Linked DNA regions of Mus musculus: region 1 is linked to region 2. The links are chromatin contacts, called in public HiChIP or PLAC-seq maps. All regions are on one chromosome and are shown on one strand. Each heading gives the region's core, a stretch centred on a gene start, on an enhancer-like site or on the middle of the called end of the contact. The rest is flanking DNA. Distances are from core to core; before and after follow the strand shown. Region 1 has its middle 21 kb from the start of Gm41608. Region 2 has its middle 49 kb from the start of Gm20742.

Region 1 (4,426 bases), core at 1,912-4,411, 240 kb after region 2:
GTAGGCAGTTAGGAACTGTTTAAGCAGAACTTGACCGTCCTGAAGGTGTTCCTTACTATAGTGTGCTTGCCTAGCGTGTGTGAGGCCCTGGACTGTATCCCTAGCACAGAAAAATAGCCGAGCAAGACGAAATGCTGAAGTAAAACATGATGAACTTTGTACAGAGTGTTAAGTGTTAAACCAAATGGAAAGGCGGAAAATACTAAATGAGACTTGCCGTTATTTATTTCTTTGTGTGTGTGTGTGACCCCACTCCTAACACAGTTTTCACACAGAGGCCAGAGGGCAAACTGTGGGACTTAATTCTCTTCCTCCACCAAGTGGGTTCCAAGACTGAACTCCGGTGGTCAGGGTGGGTAGCAAGTGCCTTTTCCCATTGAGCTAACCCAAGATTTAAAATAAGGAAAACCCCAGATGTGTCAAACTCTAGGCTCAGCCCCCAGCACTGCAAACAGGTCAATGAGGAAAGTGAATGAATGAATGAACGAATGAATGAATGAATGAATGAAGATATGAATAGCCGAGGAAAGGATTGTAGATCGCCTGAATTAGCACTAATGAGCCAACTGTTAGCAACTGAAGCAGAGAGCTCACCAAGTGGCCTTGGTCCAGAAAGGGAAGCCAGGGATATGTTTGGTATAGGTGCAGTATGGTGAGGTGGAAGGGGGTGCCTCTGGGGGCCCATGCTGAGGCATCCCTTTCCCTTGAGGTACCAGCCATAGGGCGGGATAGTATAGAATAGAGTTTATTTAGGGCATGGGGAGGGGAGTTGGGAAGGGAGTACACACACACACACACACACACACACACAGAGGTAGTCTATCAACAACACGTGAAGAGAGGAGAGAGGGGGGAGGGGAATGGGAGAGAAGGGGCAGAGAGGGAAAAGTGTAAGAGGGAAAGAGAGCAAGAGAGTAAGAGAGCGGAGGGGCCAAACAGCCCCTTTTACAGAGTCAGGCATACCTGGCTATTGCCGGATAACTGTGGGGCAGAGTCTACGGATAACTCAAGTTGTTTTCTCTGTGGAAACAGGGCCAGAAACACCTCCAGTCAGGGCTCTCAGGGGGCCACTTACTGGCCCTGTCAGGATCTCAGAGCTGTAAGACTGGTGAAGTGCCCTCAGGGCTGTGAGGTCATTCTCTAGAGAACTCCCAGCATTCAGTGTAGCTGTCCAGGAGTCACAGAGAACTGGGTAGGTACACCTGAAAGGGAGGCTGAGAATGAGATCGGATAGGCGGGCGAGAGAAGAATGAAGCCAAGCCAAAGAGTTCCAATCATGGCTCAAAGTTTCATTTTCAGCTCCGAGTTTATATAGGCAAACCCCAAAGACCCATCCCTTTGTTTCAGTTGGGTTCTGTTACAACAGGAAGTCAACTCCTCCTGGAGGCTCCATTAGAAATGCAAATGTGGTCCCTCCAGCATGGTTGCAAACCCTCTGAGGTCTGTTTAGTCAACTCAAGGCTGGGGGAAGGGCTTAATTCAGGGCACTACAGTGCCAATCCACAAAGCCACATGCTGTCATCCCTGAGACACTGAGTCATCTAGGAAGACCCGAATGTCCAACATGAAATCCTTGGAAACTCAGGTGACTGGAGGCCAGCATGAGCCAGGCTACTCTGCAGGTTGATCTTACCATCAGCTCATCTCCTGGGAAGCGGGTTGTTCTTTTGTGGCTTCTAATGAGAAAAATCAGAATATTTCTGCCATTGATTATCTCAGGAGCTTTAACAGCCATGCTCTGCCCTTGAACTCATCTTGTAGACAAGAAGCAGCAAAGTTTCTATAAGCCGTAGATTATAATTCTGTAAATTCCCTAGATTCATAGTATGTGGCAAGTCACAGCTGAAATGAAAACTGGCTGCTGTCATCGAATGTCTCTTGGCCCCTATCTGTGGAGGCTCTGGGTCACTAGCTGTACCATTCATATCCCTGAGGCAGATGCACTTTGGTTCTAGGTGTGGAGGAAATGAGTCCCACTTTAGCCTGGTTATTCTCACCAGCATCATGAGCACCGTAAGGGCCAGCATGTCCATCCGGCCTCTGGAATGCCATCTCAATTCCATGCTACTGATCACGCGTTAGCACAGTTTGGTAGCTGAGGCAGCCCCTTTGCAAGCTTAACCACTATCCTGTGTGCCCCAGTGACTTTGTCACCAAGTGCTCTGTAAAGAACTGGGACATGTCTGTAGTGTGCAAATGGGCTTCTAAAGATGCACTGGAGTCAGAAATCCCACAGGGTTCCACAGGAAGCTTCCCTGGGACAGGGGGTCCTAGAGTTGAACAGCAAGATGTGACAATAATTCTTCAAATTGGAAGTTCAGGCCTAAATCTCTTGTTTCCACGAACTAGGCAAGTCCAGGCAAGTCCCAGGTCTCAGAAGCTGCCCCACCACCTGGCTTGAGGCAAGGACAATGGGTTAAAGAGTTTCCAGCCCCCACGTCCCAGTAATGGAATGTCCCTAGAGATGGAGCAAGATAAAGATCACCTAACCCTGTCATCCCCTAATGTGCTTTAAAATCAGGACTGAGAGCTCACTTGGTTGTCTATCTTGGTGATGGGAGACCCCAGCATGCTGGACTTGTGCAGAATAAAACATTCTTTGTGCTTGCATACTATTTGAGTCCACCATATCATTCTTCAGCGAATCATGAACCCTTAACGTTATAAAATCATAAACTTTGACAATGGATAAGACAGGGCAAGCCAATACAGAGGTTCTTCCGTCTTGTATTCTTGCTGAGGCTATTTCAAATTAACCAGAATTGGATGCCCTGGGTAGAGAACCCTGTGGAAAATTACATAAGTGTGTTTTAGGAACACGAGGTTAAGATGCCCTAGCTAACTTACACTGGATTCTATTAAACTGCTTGTTTCTGTCCTTGTTTCCCTGCAGCTGCTGAGTGAGATGCAAGGATGTCGTTTTTTTTTTGCCTTAAAAAAACTACTACTGTATTGTGATGATGCACAGCGGTGCAGACAAGGAAAAGAAACTACAAGGATCTGAAGGGGACAAGCTCTTGGACCTTAAAACAGGCTGTAGGGTGCTGAGGGAATTGTTTCATGGGTGACTTTAAAATCCTATGTCTAAGACGGGCGCAGGCAACCTGGATCCTTTCAGCCAAAGAGAGAAAGGCAAACCGGCTCAAGTGGGCTCCCTCTGCAGGAAGTCTGGGGCAGTGCAAGGGGTGACCTCGGCGGTAACAAAGCCAGGCTTGTGTTCGAAAGAAGTCACAGTTTGTTGCTCCCGCAGGCAGGGCACCTGATAGTCTCCGATCTAGGACTGCGGGCGCTGGGGGATCCTGTGTCGCTTCCATTGAGACTTTCTCCCTATGAAATCAGACCTTTCCTGGAATGTGAGCATGGGTTTAATGCCAATGGCAACGAATCATCTCAATGATGTCAGGACACAAAATACAGAGAAGCATTTGAGGGCCCGGAGCAGGCCGACCTGGTGCTGGGTTGGGTGTGCCAGGACTCAGGACATCTGCCTTTCAGCCATCCCCTCTCCCCCAATTTAGAGAGAGGCCGACCAGGCACCACCCAGGGAGAAATTGCTCTGTCCTTGACTCTCGTCCTGGGATGGTTGTCTAGAGGCTGCACACGCAGGCAGAGGGGAAGCACCACTCACAAACCTGGGGTGCTCTGAGGAAGAGTGGTCCATTTCCCTTCTCTGTAAATTCATTTGAGACCAAACAGAGCGGTGGCACAGCTGGACAACCTGCTGACGTCCATGGAGTTCATTTTCAGCAAGCCCTTAAATGTGGTAGGTTTTTAATAAAGCTCAGAGCCTGTCCTTCTTTGGATAGACTTAATTTATGCCCATGTTACCTTAGTGCTGACATCTTCTGTTCTCTTCCGGCTCCTACCAGCTGCCACCAAGTAAGGGTTCCTCTTTTTCAAGACTCTATCTGCACAGACATCAGGTCCCACATCACATGTTAATGTTCACAGCTCAATGGCAATACTTCAGAAGAGTACCTAACATATGTAAAGACAGATCAACGAATCAACAAGACAAAAGCAAGCGACTGGAGAAAACGCACCAAGACCACAGTGATTGCTGGGAGTACAGTTCAGTAGTATAGTGCTTGCTTAACCTCCAGGAAGCTCCCGCATCACAAAACAACAACAGCTACAACAGAAAGCAGGGTGACGTGCCACCATCTATTTATCAGAATGGGGAAAAGAATGAAAAGAAGCAGCACAAGTTAATAAAATATATTCGTATAAATAATAACTATACTTATTTCATCATTTAAACAGTCGTTTAATTATTTAAATGATAAATCAAATTATAAGATCCCATTTATTTATTTATTTATTTTGTTTTTTTTTTGTTTGTTTTGTTTTGTTTTGTTTGAGACAGGGTTTCTCTGTATAGCCCTGGCTCTCCTGGAACTCACTTTGTAGACCAGGCTGGCCTCAA
Region 2 (4,363 bases), core at 1,314-3,813:
CCAGCATCTAAGACACCCGGCCAGACACTGACAATTTACTACCCCCGTCCCCACATGCACACACACACACACATGCTGGTGACTCCTGTCCTAGGAACCCTGGGACTCTCTTAGTTGCTTCTGGGATAGAATCCATGGGAGGATTCTGATCAGGTAATGGTGACCTGAATGGATATAACTCAAAAGTAGGGACTGATACTTCTCTGGATTCTGGTCTTTGAGGTGAGAGTAGGAAGCAAGCCCCAAGGCAGTGTCCCTGATGAATGAGAGGACATCTTTCTGGCATCAGGAAATCCACTGCCCAGAGGCCACTCCCTCCTGCTACCCAGCGTGAGCTCAGAGTGGTCCAGGGCTCTAAGGAGAGTCACTCCGTGAAGTGCTAAGTGTACAGATCTGGGCCAGTGAGCCAGAAGATAAAGAACGGGAACAACTGCCACTTCAGCGTTCTGTTCTGTTAGGACCGAAGACCTCCTGTGTGGTGGGAGCAGAGCTTTTCAGACAAGCAAAGTCACTGAGTGTTTTGTAGTGAGCATGTCAGAGAGTGTGTCCCCTCAGAGGGATGGTTGTTAGCGTGTGAGCGCACACACGCTTCAGCCAGAGAGACAGCGTGTCAGTACATGCATCCTTCAGCCGGAGAGTCACAGGAAGAGGGGGAGAAAAAGAGAGGGAGGATGGAGGGAAGGGAAAGACCTCGGCTGTGCAAAGTGGTGCTCCAGGTTAGCATCAGGACAGGGTGAAGGCCAGCGTCTAGCTGCTGGTGGCTTTCTGTTTAAGTGTGGTGGGTATCTTTGTGCTTCAGTGATCCACACTAGTGCAACCCGTCCACGATCAGTCGACACGTTGCTCTAAATAAATTCTGACTGATCGGTTAAACCTGGCAAGCACCCTTCCTAGACAGGCGACCCTTGGCGTCTGTGACCCTCAGATCAACTTGCATTGGTTGGTATGTCACTGTAGCTTCTTACTGATTAGTGGCTTCTGGAGAAATGAGTATTGCTAATATGATCGAAGAAAGGGATTGATGCTCTAACACTGGCTCACAGTTGGGATGGCTCCTGGGACCGGGTGGCGCTGTTCGCTAGGAGCTACCTACCATCACTGGCAATCTCTGGTCGAGCCTTCAGAAGGCACCCGTTGAGTTTGTGTCTACATCAAATAGCTCCTTAGCGTCTGCCACACTGCATCTGATTTGCCTTATCCTTCCCTGCACGTTGAAGTCACTGAAGCAAGCTTTAAAAGGGGAAGAGTTTAAGATTGGATTTGTAAAATGTTTTTTACCGAAACGGAAATGCATGTCTCCGTTAATGCTTGGTTGATTTGTGCCTCATGATACTCGAGAAAAGTGAGCAGGGAGGACAAGGCAACAAAAAATATTTAAAAACGATGTTAAAGCCTAAGGAGCTATGAGAGTTGAAGCCAAGGTGACCCCACACTAGAGAGCTCTGTGAAACATGGGTTGGCCTGGTGGGGTTAGTCCGATTTCTGTTACTATAACAAAACACCTGAGACAGTTTACTTACAAGAAGAAAGAATTTATTCTGGCTTGCAGCTATAGAAGCTTTGGCCCACACAGTCATAGAGGCTTTAGCCCAGGCTCTGGTGGCCTTGTATAGGGCAGCACACACTGTCAGGGAAGATGTGGTGACACAAAGCTGCTTCCCTCAAGGCTGGGATGTGAGATAAACAGGGAAAGAAGGAAGATTAGCTAAGAATTCAAAGATGTCCCCTTAAAGTTTTGCCACCTCGAGGAGCTAGAGAAAGGACCTAAGAAGCTGAAGGGGTCTGCAGCCCCATGGGAGGGACAACAATATGAACTAACCAGTACCCCCAGAGCTCCCAGAAACTAAACCACCAACCAAAGAGCACACATGGTGGGACTCATAGCTCCAGCTGCATATGCAGCAGAGGATGGCCTAGTTGGTCATCAGTGGGAGGAGAGTCCCTTGGTCCTGTGAAGGCTTGATGTCCCAGTGTAGGGAATTGCTAGGGACAGGAAACTGGAGTGGATGCGTTGGTGGACAGGAGGAGGGGGAGGGGGAGGGGTTTTTCGGAGGGGCAGCCAGGAAAGGGGATAACATTTGGAATGTAAATAAAGAAATTACCCAATTAAAAAAATAAATACCCATATTAAAACAAAACAAAACAAAACAAAACAAAACAAACAAACAAACAAAAAAACCAAGTTTTGCCACCTCCAAATACTACCAGGGATTCCAAATGCAAACTGCGTACCTGGAGCATTCAGGGCCAAGGAGGAAGGTTTACAACACTGCAGACTAAGTATGAACAGTTAATTCTGTATTATTTCTGTTTCTAGGGTGTATCTCGCAGAATAGGAGACTAAGCAGGCCCTTGCCTTTGCCTCAGGTTCCCCCAGATGTGTCCTTTTTCCTGAAGCCTGATCCTATGGGGTGGACTTGACTTGTGAGCATCACTTTGTTCAAACAAATCATTGCTGGGGATTAGAGAATTGGGAATTCGGTCAGAAAGCCAGTGAACTCTGTTGGGCCTTTGTTTCCTGTCTTTCCATCCCCTGTGGCCCCGCCTCCTGTTCCTGCCCTGGGGCCCTTGATCTTTCTCTGTCTCCTCCCTCCTCTCCCTCCTCCTTCCTTGACTGGGGCTGTCAGGAAGAGAACTGAGACTGGAATCTTTTTTTCTATCCCGAGGGTACTTGCTTTGAAAAACTTTTTTTTTTTCCCCTGCTGCCCTGAATCCAAATGTCCTTTGCTTCTTGTAAAAACTCTGGTTAGTCTCAGTGGTGCTGATGGAAGAGATCAGAAATCTCCAGAAATCATGATGTTAGCGGTTCCCTCTTTCTGAGTGTGGGAGGTCCTGCAGCCAAAGCTCAGGTGAGTACCGGGGTGTGTGTGTGTGTGTGTGTGTGTGTGTGTGTGTGTGTGTGTGATGTTGGCTTCCTGGGCGTCAGTCTGAGCACACAGGTTAATCTCTCGCCATCCTGTGGCAAACTGCTGAGGCAGGCACTCCTTACTTTTAATGGGAAAGGAAGCAAAGACAACTAGGAGTGCAAGCTGGGTTCAAGATGGTCCCAACGCTGGTAGCTGCAGCCACTCCTACCAGGCAGGGCTCCGTGACATTGCTAGGTCTCATGCAAGGAACTCCCTGTTTCTCCCATGTGCATAATTATTCCCTCCATCCATATTGCTGGCACTAAAATCTTCTCCACACCATTTCTCATAAACCTCATGAGCAGTTCGTGAATTTGGGAAACTGGGATATTTCACAACTCACTTCTCTGAGATTCCAAGATGTCGGTGTCCCTTCTGATGTTAGAAGGCAGTTGGAGGAAGAACTCAGTTTTTTGTTTTTTGTTTTTTGTTTTTGTTTTTGTTTTTGTTTTTTCAGACCCTGCCTGATCTGGCCTTTCTCACTCCCAACCACCCTGGCTCGCTGAGGGCCTGGCTCCCTTGGCTAGGTTTCAAGTGCTGCGGCACGCACAGTTAGGTACTTAATAAATCCGTTGTAAAGCTAGTGTTTCCTGAAGCTAAAGTAATGGCCCATGTAAACAGTATAAAAGTAACTGAACCAAAAGAACAAAACAATATATATATAAAACACAAAGCCATCAGAGGCTTGAGGGTATCACGTAAGACAAGAGGAAGTAATGGAGAAGAGGTGCGCCCCAAGTCCCAAAGACCAAAGCAGACTCGGTGGGAAAGAGGGGGAAGCGTGTTTAAATGGGTTCGCTTCTCTCTGCAAATAAATTATCTCCTTTATTCCTTGGATGAAACCTGTGAAGGGTTGGTAACCTCTCCCTGAGATCCATGAGGGCCCTCCCCTCCCCTCCCCTTTCCTCCCCTCCCCTCCCCTCCCCTCCCCTCCCCTTTCTTCTTAACACCATTCAACTACTGATCTTCTGACTCTGAGTACCGATTTGTTTGCCACTGGCTTTTCTCCACTTGGCCACGGAAGCACTCTGCCGCAGCTATACCCTAGCCCAAGATGGAATTCCTCCCAGGACAGAACCCAGGGTCTTCTCCAGGCCACTAAGAAGCACCAGGTCCTTAAGTTCTACCTATAGTGTTCTTTCATAGCAAACACGACCAATATCCTGGTGTGTCTCCCTTTGACAGTCAGTTCTAGAGAGACATGGAAACACAGGTCACAGGTACGAATTCAAATCCCTGCTGTTGTGAAGTCATGAGAGACTCTTCCTGTGCCTTGGTTTTGCCATGAGATTGCCATGCACGCATGGTTGATCGTCTTGAAGACTAAATGAGAAGTATATCGTGCTAGGAAACTTTGCGCAAATCTGACCATTGTGTTATTATACCAGACAGAGCTGGTTTCCCCTCAGTTTCCTAGAACACAGTCTACTAAGCGTTGGTTTTTCCAGGGTGACATA

Evidence for each region. HiChIP or PLAC-seq counts read pairs in DNA pulled down with a chosen protein or histone mark.
Region 1: a contact with region 2 is called in an H3K27ac HiChIP or PLAC-seq map of trophoblast stem cells, with 18 times the contacts expected there. The contact joins two enhancer-like sites. A contact is called at or near these places in 3 of 39 promoter capture datasets (embryonic stem cells and liver), 12 of 15 datasets of contacts at CTCF or cohesin (CD8 T cells, the G1E-ER4 cell line, the NIH/3T3 cell line and 5 more), 269 of 484 Hi-C or Micro-C datasets (2-cell-like embryonic stem cells, the 4T1 cell line, 8-cell embryo and 128 more), 47 of 115 datasets of contacts at active chromatin or transcription factors (the 230-238 cell line, the NIH/3T3 cell line, Th17 cells and 25 more) and 6 of 9 other capture datasets (adipose tissue, embryonic stem cells, embryonic tail and 3 more).

The regions. Positions count from the first base shown.
Region 1 is chr17:66,482,765-66,487,190 of GRCm38.p6, forward strand. No RefSeq gene overlaps it. Among named protein-coding and RNA genes, the nearest start is that of Gm41608, 21 kb to the right of the region's middle. Within about 2 kb of position 3,162, at least 37 of the 459 cell types and tissues checked have an H3K27ac peak or open chromatin away from gene starts, as enhancers often do. A contact at or near this core is called in the 4T1 cell line, epiblasts, pancreatic cancer cells and 1 more, where this site is marked.
Region 2 is chr17:66,239,533-66,243,895 of GRCm38.p6, forward strand. No RefSeq gene overlaps it. Among named protein-coding and RNA genes, the nearest start is that of Gm20742, 49 kb to the left of the region's middle. Within about 2 kb of position 2,564, at least 29 of the 459 cell types and tissues checked have an H3K27ac peak or open chromatin away from gene starts, as enhancers often do. A contact at or near this core is called in the 4T1 cell line, epiblasts, pancreatic cancer cells and 1 more, where this site is marked.